Linked DNA regions of Mus musculus: all the other regions are linked to region 2. Evidence: chromatin contacts called from public HiChIP or PLAC-seq and promoter capture Hi-C data. All regions are on one chromosome and are shown on one strand. Each heading gives the region's core, a stretch centred on a gene start, on an enhancer-like site or on the middle of the called end of the contact. The rest is flanking DNA. Distances are from core to core; before and after follow the strand shown. Region 1 has its middle 30 kb from the start of Gm10857. Region 2 holds the start of Upf2 (UPF2 regulator of nonsense transcripts homolog (yeast)). Region 3 holds the start of Camk1d (calcium/calmodulin-dependent protein kinase ID). Region 4 holds the start of Proser2 (proline and serine rich 2).

The links. Promoter capture Hi-C pulls out the DNA fragments that hold promoters and counts their contacts. HiChIP or PLAC-seq counts read pairs in DNA pulled down with a chosen protein or histone mark. Capture Hi-C pulls out chosen DNA fragments and counts their contacts.
Region 1: a promoter capture Hi-C map of the HPC-7 cell line shows a contact between it and region 2, with 7 times the contacts expected there. The contact joins the enhancer-like site here to the promoter of Upf2 in region 2. A contact is called at or near these places in 14 of 39 promoter capture datasets (the 3T3-L1 cell line, 3T3-L1-derived adipocytes, the C10 cell line and 9 more), 1 of 15 datasets of contacts at CTCF or cohesin (the NIH/3T3 cell line), 3 of 484 Hi-C or Micro-C datasets (bone marrow-derived macrophages, embryonic stem cells and epidermal suprabasal cells), 12 of 115 datasets of contacts at active chromatin or transcription factors (the HPC-7 cell line, the NIH/3T3 cell line, the SCID.adh cell line and 8 more) and 1 of 9 other capture datasets (liver).
Region 3: a contact with region 2 is called in a promoter capture Hi-C map of liver. The contact joins the promoter of Camk1d here to the promoter of Upf2 in region 2. A contact is called at or near these places in 2 of 39 promoter capture datasets (neutrophils and pre-B cells), 8 of 484 Hi-C or Micro-C datasets (CD4 T cells, CD8 T cells, double positive thymocytes and 3 more), 2 of 115 datasets of contacts at active chromatin or transcription factors (effector CD8 T cells and memory CD8 T cells) and 2 of 9 other capture datasets (adipose tissue and liver).
Region 4: a contact with region 2 is called in an H3K4me3 HiChIP or PLAC-seq map of embryonic stem cells, with 21 read pairs. The contact joins the promoter of Proser2 here to the promoter of Upf2 in region 2. A contact is called at or near these places in 11 of 39 promoter capture datasets (the HPC-7 cell line, cranial neural crest, embryonic stem cells and 6 more), 2 of 484 Hi-C or Micro-C datasets (embryonic stem cells and uterus), 8 of 115 datasets of contacts at active chromatin or transcription factors (bone marrow-derived macrophages, embryonic stem cells, epiblast stem cells and 3 more) and 3 of 9 other capture datasets (adipose tissue, liver and pancreatic islet).

The regions. Positions count from the first base shown.
Region 1 is chr2:6,161,531-6,164,484 of GRCm38.p6, forward strand. No RefSeq gene overlaps it. Among named protein-coding and RNA genes, the nearest start is that of Gm10857, 30 kb to the left of the region's middle. Within about 2 kb of position 1,266, at least 136 of the 459 cell types and tissues checked have an H3K27ac peak or open chromatin away from gene starts, as enhancers often do. A contact at or near this core is called in the HPC-7 cell line, embryonic stem cells, epidermal suprabasal cells and 2 more, where this site is marked.
Region 2 is chr2:5,950,148-5,953,119 of GRCm38.p6, forward strand. It overlaps Upf2 (UPF2 regulator of nonsense transcripts homolog (yeast)), which reads left to right and starts at 1,322. Exons shown (of 22, transcript NM_001081132.1): 1 at 1,322-1,406.
Region 3 is chr2:5,713,304-5,716,147 of GRCm38.p6, forward strand. It overlaps Camk1d (calcium/calmodulin-dependent protein kinase ID), which reads right to left and starts at 1,459. Exons shown (of 11, transcript NM_177343.4): 1 at 843-1,459. The coding sequence starts at 934.
Region 4 is chr2:6,128,508-6,131,448 of GRCm38.p6, forward strand. It overlaps Proser2 (proline and serine rich 2), which reads right to left and starts at 1,678. Exons shown (of 4, transcript NM_144883.4): 1 at 1,535-1,678.

The DNA.
Region 1 (2,954 bases), core at 16-2,515, 210 kb after region 2:
ATGACCAAGAGAAGTCTTATAAAGGACAACATTTAATTGAGGCTGGCTTACAGGTTCAGAGGTTCAGTCTGTTATCATCAAAGCAGGAACATGGTGGCATCCAGGCAGGCATGGTGCAGGAGGAGCTGAGAGTTCTACACCTTCATCTGAAGGCTGCTAGCAAAACACTGGCTTCCAGACAGCTAGGGTAAGGGTCTTAAAACACACACCTACAGTGACACACCTATTTTAACAAGACCACACCTTATAATACTGTCACTCCCTAGCCCAAGCGTATACTATCACATATACTATCACATATACTATCACAGCATTGTAGTGATGTCTTCCCTTCCTTCTGGTTTTTCAAAACCATATTCTCTTTTCTATTGGAGCAGGTAGAGAGCTATTATGTAGCCCTGTCTGTCTTGGAATTCTCCACATAGAACAGCCCGACCTAGAACTCACAGAGATCCATTTGCCTCTGCCACCAGAGTGCTGGGATCTAAGGTATGTGCCACTTTGCCCAGCTTCCAACATAATATTCTGGGGTTGTTCAAGAACTTAAATTCCAAATGTTCAGATTGATTTTGAGGTTTTTATTCCCCCCTCCCCCATCCCACTCCCCCCCCCATCCTACTCCCCCCCCCCCCCCCGGCAGTCAGTTGAGGACCAAAGTATTCCTTTAAAATTCAACCAAGTAGCATTCAGGATCTATAAATCATGGTCTGATCTATCCTGTATGCACCATTGGACATCTGATTAGTGTGATCCATTGTATAGGGGAGTCTCTCTTTCTCTGTGTCTCTGTCAGTGTGTCTGTATCTCTGACTGTGTCTCTGTCTCTGTATGTGTGTAAGGAAGTATGAATGGATGAGAAGAAATTCTGTTTTATATGATGAAGGAACCTGGCAGTTGTCTAACCTCCTTAATCCTTTGCCCTACAAACACACGTGCAAGGACTACCTGAAGAACCAGCTGCATACTTTACAACCCAGTGCAAGATGGGGAGAGAAAGAAAAGGTCAAGGTATCAACTGCGGATCTTTAAACTGCAGGAGGCCCTTCTGAGTGGGCAGATCACATGCTCAGAACATTCAGGTGTGTCTCCTGACACAGCACAGCTCTTAGTGAGATAGCACCCCTTCCCCAGGTGACTGTCTTGCCCAGATGAATGCCCCAATCATTAAAGTCCCTCTCCACAGCCTTCCCCAGTCTTCTCCAGAGACCTGCCCCGCCTCTCTGTGGCTCTGAAGTTCAGCTCCAGTTTCCCCTCCAGCTGGGGAGGTGTGGGTGAGGCCTGCTTCCGTGAGCATAGTAAACACGTCTCTGTCACGGCCTCTCCTGGGCTCCTCCTTCTGTGGTTGGCTAACTTCTTGAACTCCTCTGGGTGTGGCAGGAAGAGCAGAAAGGTCCCTTGAAACCCAGTGGCTGGCAGGAATTCCTGGCATGTGTTTCCTCTCTAGTCAATCCTTTTTGCTTTAGTGAGTTCTGAAGGGTAGATGCAGGTAACTCACCTCCTGGGTAGGGACAAGTGCCAGCCATGAACCCTGCCTCCCTGTTGTTGGCTTGGAAAGACAGACCACGCCGCCAGCTCAGCAGATTTCTTTCTTCCTTCTTCTCATCCCGAGTCTCTTGTTGGCGTGTTTCTGATCAGCGTGAATCATGGGCATTGGTATCATGCCTCGGGGTGCACACAGCCTCTTGGAAGTAAGACTACTTGACTTTGCCTGCCTACCTTTGCTTCAGGTGTGCCAAAAGGCAAGGATAAAGATGCTATTTCCAAGCCTTCCCCGGAGCTCTACCAAGCTGCTCAAGCCCCTTCCTTCCACCGTGTTAGGCAGGGCTAACACTAGAGGGTTATCCTCTGTCTCTGTGGGGAGCGTGGTGGTAAGTGGCCACTTCAAGAGGAAGCCCTCAGCTACTGTGCCTGAGCCTCTTGAACCCTGGGTCTCCCAGGGTTGAGACTGTAAGGCCTTAAGAACTGTGGGGCTACAGCTTTCTCCTGCCCACGAGAGGCAGAATCACAACACACCCTCCATACCTTAACTCTCCAAGTCTGGGGTTTATGCTAATTTACTTGGCAGAAGAAACTTTGTATACCTGATTGGGTGACAGCTCCTGGGGTAAGGAGGCTACCTGGGTTATGCGGGCAGGTCTAATACAATCCCGAGACTATTATCAAGAGGGGGCAGGAGGGTCAGGATGGAGAGAACAAGATGGGACCAGGAAACAGAAGCCAGAATGACGCAAGTGCCAATTGACTCTTAAGTGAAAGAATGCTGGTAGTGTCTAGAAGCTGGTCAAGGATGAGCCAAGGAATAGCAAATATTTTCCTTGCGTCTTCCAGAAGGAATGTAGCTCTGTCCACACCTTCACAGTGTAGTGAAACCCATTTCACACTCTGACCTCCAGATCTGAAGGGAAGCACATATTTCAGTTGTCAGGTCACTGGGTGTGCAGTCATTTGTCATAGCAGCCAGCAGATGCTAATACGGCCTATATACATCTGTCCATGAGTTTCCTGACTCTTCAGCCGATGATTTCTTTCCCCTTCAAAGGTGTTTTGCTTTAGGGAGCATTAGGCAAGCATCCAAAACATTTAAGAAATCTAAAGTAGCTACGTACTGTTTCCTGCTGAAATTCTACATGACAGTCTAACATAAAAGAGAAGTTCTTTGTTGAAGCTGGGGACCCACAGCAGAGGAGGCAGAGGTGACGTGATGGAGAGGCAGACATTGTGCATATAAGATTTATTGACAACCACACACACACACACTCACAAGCAAATGTGTGTGTGCACCTCTTTAAATTGGGTAGAGTTTAAAGTACTCTCATTATGAATGAGGTGTGTCGGTATATTTTATTTGGAGTGCTTTGTGTGATATGAAAGAATAGAACTCATCTTCAAACAACTTCTTTTCCTTTCAAGATTCTCATTTCAAATCTCTTCCTATCTGGAAACTTAAGCAGACA
Region 2 (2,972 bases), core at 72-2,571:
AAAGCTTCTCATAATTACTTATCAATGGCATAGAGTGGCAGCATTCACCTCTCCCTCCTTCGGTGCCCTTTACGTGATTGACCTATTGGTTGTTTTGAACAAGAAAAAATTAACCCAGGAGGTGCACAATTTGAAAGAGAATTTACTTGCTAATAATGAAGTGGGCAGGGAGAAAGCAAATGGGCAAAGGCTGAATAAAAAGGGGGCAAAGACATCTCAAGCACTAAGGTTGGTAGCAGATCATTGTACGGGCTTGAACACTGATGAATCCAGACTTGTTTTGCACCTTTGTTCCTTTGGCTATGGGCCAACCAGAGCAGAACCATATGTACATCTAAGCAGACCACAATCTGAACACGAATCGGAGGTCAGAAGCACATTATATCCACTTGGGAAAACAGGTTGAGCAGCTGATAATGCACTTCACAGTCAATTTGGTTCAAGTTCGTAACCCCATCCCTTTAAAAACGGGGCGATTTCATTCCACTGTGAAAGTTATAATACTTACAATAGAGGGCTTTCTATATTTTCCAAATGGGAAAAGCCTTGATTGCTCTCTATTTTAGCTGTTTTTCATGTCCAACACCTTAAACCGGTTCTGGAAATTCCCCCACCAGTCTACTCTACCTCTACCTTCCTCAACAGCCATGTTCTTTAGCTTTTCGATTTTTTAAACCTTCAACCTTTCGGTATTAGTCCAATCAAAGTTTGCCTTCTTGAACCCGTTCCTCACGTTCGCATCAGGCAACCTTCGGAGAACTAAGTTACCAACCTTGACCTCGACAGCGCCCCGTAATTCTACTATCCCACCACTCTTCTATGCCTCCTTAGAGTTCCGCCCCGTCTCATTCTCGCTCCCCCCACCCCCGCCCCCAGCCGTGAATCGCTTGCGCCTGCGCATCTCCAATTCAGGCGCTTTCCCTTTCCTGACGACCAATCCACTTCCCGCCTCCGGTCCTTGGAACACTCCTCCCCTCTGCTGGGGCCCTGATTGGAGGTGCTGGAAGCGGTTGTCCTATTCATTGCCTGTACATAAAAATTTACAGATAGGAGAATTTCAACGAATATCTGAAGGAGAAGCACATCCTCGAGATTAGGTATAGATTGATCACTTCTTAACCCAGACGAGGGATTGAACACATAGCGAGGGACCGGAGACGAAGGTCCATTTGGACTAGGCAGTCGTGCGGGCAGCCTTTTCCTTTTCCCTCTGCGCTCCGCCCCGCCCCCCTAGCAGCCCGGCCGCGTTGGTGAGTGGCGGGCGGGCGGGCCGACGGGCGGAGGGAGGAGGGGAGCGGAGGGAAGGCGGGCCCTCGTCTGCGAGAGCGGCGGGGGGAGGGGAGGGGAGCCCGAGCGCTGGAGTTGGTGCTGGGAAACCCGGGGCTAATGTTGACAACAGGCACTAGGTGAGTTCCGGGGATCCTCCTTCCCCCTCCACTCCGACGATAGGGACGAGCTGGTGCGGAGGGCTACCGGTCCGGACTCCTGCTCCCCGAGGGACCCGAGAGGCGACTCCGCACTCCAGCTCTCCGGGGGCGGCGAGCAGTGGAGGGACGAGCGGATCGGACGTCGTCCTCCTCAGACCCCTCTCCCGGAGGCTCCGGTCAATGTGGGGGGGATGTCTCGGCCCGGCCGAGGCCGGCGTGAGGGGCGATAGAAGAGGTGTCTGCCCCGCATGCCTGGGCCCAGCGTCGGGGCTGGAGGCGGAGGAGCCTGCCGTGGAGGGGGAAGGTGTTCGGGGGCGTGGAAGAGTGCGAGGAGAGGCTTGGGGCGAGCTCGGCGGTCCGGAGGGAAGCGTGGACGAGGGAGCGGGGAAGATGTGGAGTAGGCAGTCGAGCTGGAGAGGCTGCAGTCTGAGGGAGTGTGGGATGAGAAGTTAGGCTTGGGGCTTAGATGTCCCCACGGAATAGGAGTTGTGGACGGGAAGTGTGTCAATGGTGGGACCCTGAGACCCAGCGGGGGTTTGTGGGAGATTTGTGGGTGATGCGTGTGCAGGGGAAGAGGCTTGGAGCGGACCTGCGGATGGGGGGCAACGGGGCTGTTCGGGTTTACTTCCTTTTAATCAGGTAGGATGGTTGACTGTTCGACTCGAACTCAAGGCTTTCATTACTTCCCTTACAAGCAAGTACTGTTGAACTAAAGAGAAGCCTAGCAGAGGCTGCTTACAGGTTTGGGGGTACGCATGGAAGCGAATAGCCTTGCTCTTAGAAAACCTTAAATGTACCGATTGACACATTAGATGAAAATAAGACTGTTACTGACCCTTCTCATTTGTCATAGTTTTTAGGGGTTCATAAAAGTCGTACAGATCGTCAGGAAAGCCACTTTTGAGCTGTGGTGAAATCTCTGAAAAAATTTGAATAAGTCTCGTACATATATAAGGATTTTGTAAAAGAATAAACTCAGAAACCGGAAGATATCTCTGTGCTGTTCTACCTTTAGAACATTTTGAGTTCAAAACACAGACTTGAAAGGTAAACCAGCATTCTCTTACTCTGTAGTGTTTTCAGAGCAGTCTGATTGTGATTTCATACATAGACCATATGGTACTTAGCAAACTTATAGCTGTATTAGGGGACACCTCCGTTCTCTGTCCTCTCTCCAGGACACTGCATTAGAGTCTGTCTTACTAGTAAAACAGTTTTTACTTTCTTTTGGAAGTTTAGAATGTACTTAGAAAGGCAACTAAAATAATACAGACCAAGTGCCGGGAGCGGTATTTTGGGAGCTAGAAAGGTGGTTTTCAATCATACTTTCCTTTTAAGGGCTGTCTGAGTACTTAGCAGAGTAGTTTGTAAAAGTTGATTCTATTTCAATTTCAAGACCACTAATTTTTATATTCACTTCTTTAATATAATATTACATGGGAAATTTGGAGACACTCTAGGTGAATTATTTAGCTGTTATTAAATAAGAATCTAGTGCTTTTATTAGATTTAATTTATTGAATTTAAATTGACAGATTACAAGTG
Region 3 (2,844 bases), core at 209-2,708, 240 kb before region 2:
CTCTTTCCGCGGCGCTGAATTCTTTCACAGCCCCTGTACCTATCTGAGGCGCTTCAAAACAAAACAAAGCCAACTCATGCGCAGGAAGGGAACTGCAGCTGTACTGAGTGGCACATGTTCAGAGCTCTGATGACACACACTTTTGATTATTTCTGCTTTCTGGAGATGTAACCATCAAGCATGAGCCCCGGAGAGAACCGCCCCTAAAGACTCACTGATCCTCCTCCCACCCGGACATGAACCCCAGCGCCGGGCATCTGACCCTATGGTGAGATGTACACACAGATGAAGCTCTGACCACATGTCACTCTGAATACTGCGAAATTCTTCCCTCCCATCATCCTGAGGCCAGCCAAAGTCTTGTCTACACCTAGTACGTGCATATGTCAATTCCATAGGAATATATGATGTAAGGGTAGGACCAAAAGCTGAATTTCCTCGTGACCACTTTCGTCGGCCCAGTGCGCCCATACACACGATGAGTAAGTGCACACAGCCAGCGATCAGCGAGATCCACCATGCTCAGCCCACAGTCACGCGTGGGGAGAAAATCAGTGGAGGGCGGTGGTGGCAAGGGAAAAGGAAAGTCGCCCGCCCGCGTGGGCTGTTCTCTGCGCGCCCTGCGCTCCCCTCCCCCGCCCAGGAGAGGTGTCAACCGTGGGCGCAGACCCACGCGGTGGACTCGCGGAGGGTCTCCATAAGAGCGGACTATGGGACAATGAGGACGCATCGACCAGCCAGTTTCTGCCGCGGTGGCGGTGGCGACGGTAGCAGCAGGAGCAGCCGACGCTGCTGCCGCCACCGATGCTACTTCCACCCGCTGGTCCCCAGCACCCACTTACGTTCCGAGGGTCTCCTTGAACTCGAAGATCTTCTTAATGTCTTCTGCTTGCTTTTTCCAGGAGGAGCTGCTCTCGCCGTTCTCCCGGGCCATGGCAGACTAATGCTGTAGGGCGGCCGAGGGTTGCGCTGGGGAAGGGGCGCCGGAGGCGCGGCGCGGGCTCCGGGGGATGCCCGGCGCCGGGATGCGGAGCGGGAGGATGCGGAGCGCAGGGAGGCTCGGGCTGCCGCAGAGCTTCCTCTTCGGCAGTTTCCTCTTTCGCCTTGGCTGCTGCCGCCGCGGTCCCTCCCTGGCTCTAATTTCTACTGCTCTCCGGCAAAGACTTCCTGCCTCTGCCGCCGCCTGCCAGCCTCACTTTCTGCTACTTTCTTGCCTGGCTCCTGCTCCCTCCCCGCCGCCCGCCCCACTCCCCCAGCCCGCCTCCTCCCGCGGGCTCCCCGCCCTCCCAGTGCACCCGGCAGCCTCCCCGCCTCCCGCGAGGCGGCCTTCGGGGATGTCCCGCTCCCCCTCCCCTCCCCAGGAGCTCCGTGCTTGGGCGCCGGGATGCAGCACTTGACCACGGAGCCACGCACGCTCCCAGGCCGTCCGCGCACCCTGGGTCCCCGGGCGAGGGCGGGTGGGAGAACCCAGCAGGTGCAGGGCGCCGGAACGCGCGGGGGAGCCCTAGCCTTTAGGGAGCTTTATTATGAAGTCAATGCTGGGGGCGCCCGGGCTTTCCCTCTTCGAGCAGGAGGGGGCGCCTCTGCTTGGCGCTCGGAAGCTCTCGGCAAGGTGGGGTTGCGCGGCTCACGGTTGCGGGGCGCCCAGGGCGGGGCGCCTTCGCATACCCAAGAGCCGGTGACCCAAGCCTGCTGTGCAGGAGGGCGGGTGGGGGCTTGTTGTCAAGGCAATGGGCGGCGGCCTGGATGGAGCCATCGGCAGGCGGGCGTTGACTCCTGGCCGCAGCTTTGCCCCAGCAGGCGCTCCCGGAGCTCGGCAGTCACCTCCGGACTCCGCTGCTGGAGCTAATTCGCATTGCACCAAAATCTGCTTCACGTCAGTTTTGGAGCAGCTAAAGGAAACCTCGGGATGTATCGGACAGGCACGCCCAAGACGAGCCAATCACCGCCTGGTGGTCCCTTCCGGAGTAAAACTCCAGGGGTTATTTGGCGGCCAAGTGATGGGTGGATGCGGGACATGGTGGCTGGCCTGGCCCAGAACTGGAGTGACTGGACTGACTAGTGTTTGAACCCTTCTGATTTCCTCTTTCTCACTTTACTCCTGATGCTCTGAGGCCGTGGCCAAATTACACCGATTCAATGGAAAGACGCCTCTCTCTAGCGCCTTCCCCCATCAGCATACCCCGCAAGTGGCTTACTTAGAAGGTTAAGGTAGAAGCAGAGATACATTTTCCTCAGGCCTCTGGTCTCCAGAGTGAACTTTGACCTGCCCACTCTCACCTGGTATTCACCTGTTAGAGGACAGTAGGCAGCGTTTCCAGTTGGTCCTTTGGTTCAACTGGCAGGGACTACTACCTCATGATAGGAAATGTTAAGTTTTCTTTGTAGCAAGACTTCCTCTCCCTTAGAGCTGTTCGGCTGAATTGAGTAAACAGCCCTGTCTCTTAACTGGGGACACCTGTCCCATTTTCCCAGGACTGTTCCAATTTGAGAGGGGGGAGGAGGAGGAGGTGTGAATCTGCTTTCAGAAAAAGAAATCCCCCCCCCCCAACACCTCCCCATTGGTTCAGACTGGCCAGAGGCTCTGCCTTGGAGCCCTTTGTGGACTCCCAAGGAGGTTAGAAGAAAAATCTACCTATCCCTAGATTCTCAGTGCTGTTTTCCACGTTTCTTTGGCCCTTAGTCCTAAGCTCTTGAAGCTGAGAACAGCAGAGAAGAGGGTTATAACCATTGGTTGTTTAGGAGTGTGACAACCGAGTCATATGATCATCATGTTAAGTGTATTTACACAGACCTGGATGCTGCACACACCCAGCCTGTGGGATACACACGCTCACGGGCTTG
Region 4 (2,941 bases), core at 428-2,927, 180 kb after region 2:
CTCAGAACCTTGGAGCCGAGGCCAGGTGTCTCATCAGCCACTGGCGAAGGCAGGATTACCAGATCTGGTTTAATCAGTTTGGACCATATGGCTCTTATCTAGAAATTCTGCATGTGCATTCGCAAGTCAGGGCTCAGAACACTGAAGCTGGTGAAAGAGACCACAAATGTAAGGATGAAGGAACTGAGGGCCACACCACGCCTGCATTAAAACAGGCCAATCCCTCTTCAACGAAGTGCCACGGGGCTCTTCAGTTTCAAAAAACACAGCCCATCTTTATAACTGCCACTTATTCTAATTTCAAATTTCTGTTTTCTGTGAGAGGAGAAAAATGCTTTTAAATTATCAGGATCCAAAATTTTCCAGTGAGAAGCTCACTGGAGTCACTGTTAAAAGGAACCAGTCACCGAGAAAAAGGCTATTACTGGTCTGGGCAAGAAAATACAGAAGATTCCATACATACGCTGTCAAGCCTGGCAAGAAAGATCGTAGCCCGACTTCCACCCTTCCCACCCAGCCCCAAGTAAATAGGGCATTTGTTTGTATTTCCACATTGGCCGCACCATTGGCCGCACCAACGAAAGTACCTCCTCCACCTAGGAAAACAATCTGGAACATTCAGGCATGGAATATGAGGGCAAAGTTTTAGTACACACTGGAGCACCTCACAGAAAATTATTTTTCCTAAGAGTCTGTCCTTCAAGCACTTCCCAGAGTTTACACTTAATACCTGGTTTGGTATTTCTAGATCGTTCTAGGACAAAGCTTCTTGTTGTTATCTATTAAAACTGGAGCCAGAGGGAATCTTCCCACAGCGGGACTCGAAAGTTTTACTCTTTAGGGGGACACACACACACAAACCCCTCTTCATTGTCTCCTTTGCACCAAATAGGTTCAGGCAGAGTTGTCCTGTGGTTAGGTGCCTAGAGGGGGTTAGTTACTTAAATTTAGAATCCGTAAAACAAAAGTTGAGAAACTTTCCGTCTCAGGGAAACGCTGCAGTTTATTTGACTGCCTTTTGTTAAGCCCTGTCTCATTAGCCACATATTCGGTCTTTCTAACCCTACCGTCCCAGGTCTCCCGGCAGACCCACACAAACATCCCCGCGCGATTCAGTTACCTGCGGGGAACCGGCGGGGGCATGGAAAACCTGCCGAAGGATTCGCTCAGGATACTGGTTTAACAGGTGGCTCTGGCCATCTCCGGGTTTCAGCCTCGCAAAGGACACGGTCCTCACGCGCAGTCCGCTCCAGGAAAGGTAAGGGACCAAAGACTCAACTCAGACAACACGCCACGAGCCACTCTCGCTCTCGGGAAAACCCCTAGGTGAAAAGCCACACGTCGCGATCCCCGAAGCCCCAGGATGGAGGCCAACCGGTGGCACTGACCTCGGCGACGACAGAGCCCCAGCTGCGCGCAAAGGGCTTCCCCAGTTACCAAGACCCGGACCGGGAGCCCTGGATGATCCCGACAGCTGCTGCCGCTCCCGGTGTCCCGCGCTTGGCCTGGCCTCGCTCAGTAGGGCGGAACTCACCGAGCCAAGTCCCCTCCGCGGGTCGCAGGTGTCCACGCCGACTGAGACCCTCGGGGCTCACGCCGTCCTCCGGCCAGCAAGTCGTGCACGCACGCACGCCGATCGTCCCGGGCTGCCTGGAGCGCGCTCCCCAGGGCGTCCAGCACCTCCCCGCCGCGCGCTCTCGGCGGCCGTGCGCGCTCCGCCGCCCAGCGCTCTGCACCTCTGCCGCGCGTTCCTGGCGGCCGGACTCCAGTCGGCCAGAGGTAGTCTGCGCGTCCCCGCGATACTTAAAGGGCCAGCGCCCAAAGCCCTTGGCTGTGCCTGTCAGGCCTTCTCGGTCTACTTGTGAGACTGAATTGAGCATGAGCAATCGTAATACCAATGTGCTTTTGAAGTCCTGAATAAGAAGGGACTTCTCCAGCAACTCCACCACTAACTTTGAGAGTTTCGTTGTTGTTGTTGTTGTTGTTTTAAAGTAGAATTTCATTATGTAGGATGGCTTCAAGTTCATGATCCTCCTGCCTCAGCCTCCTGACTTCTGAGATTACAGGCATCCAACAACAATATCCTGAAGAGATTATTTTCATTTAATAATAATGACTGTTATTTATGAAATACGTATACTTTCAAACAAGACACATAACATACATTATTTTGTTTAATTCATTTAGACAATGTTTGTGGGGTCGTGGGGTTAAGTCTTTCTTTGTTTTTGTTTTTTTGAAAAGGGATCTCATTATGTAGCCTTGGCTGGCCTGGAGCTCACTATGTAGACTAGGCTGGCCTCCAATTCAGAGAGAGCCAATGCAGGCTGAGATTAAAGGCGTGTGCCACCACGCCAAGCTCTATTCATGTTTAATGAACTTGTAAGCATTGTCCATATGTGAGTTACTTATGTGATGTTCCCATATGTGTGCACACTGAACAGGGTTTTTAGCAGAGTAAACATGGCCAGCTCCTTAAATATTTATCATTTGCTTGTCATGAAAAATGTCAAAATCCTTCTTGCTTTTTTTTGAGGATTTTGTTTCTTTTGGTTCATTCATTCATTCATTCATCCACTCATCCATTCCTTCATTCGTGTGTGTGTGTGTGTGAGAGAGAGAGAGAGAGAGAGAGAGAGAGAGAGATGCTTCAAAAAGTGAAGGTCAGCCGACAGCCTTCAGGAGCTGGTCCTCTCTTGCCCTCACGAGGGTCAGAGTTCAGGGCTCAGGGCAAGTGCCTCAATCCAATGAGCCATTTTCTTGGCCAGCCAGGTCCTTTGACTTCTTATGGTTATTTTACAGAGAGGGATTTTTGAGGTCGACGAGGCTGAAGAAAGGCCCCGGTTTTGATCCTGTTGATTGTTGGGATATCTTTACCACCGGGGGGAACATTTCTGAGTAGCTAATAGTAATAGCTCATTGTTGTGGCAGCCTTTCCCAA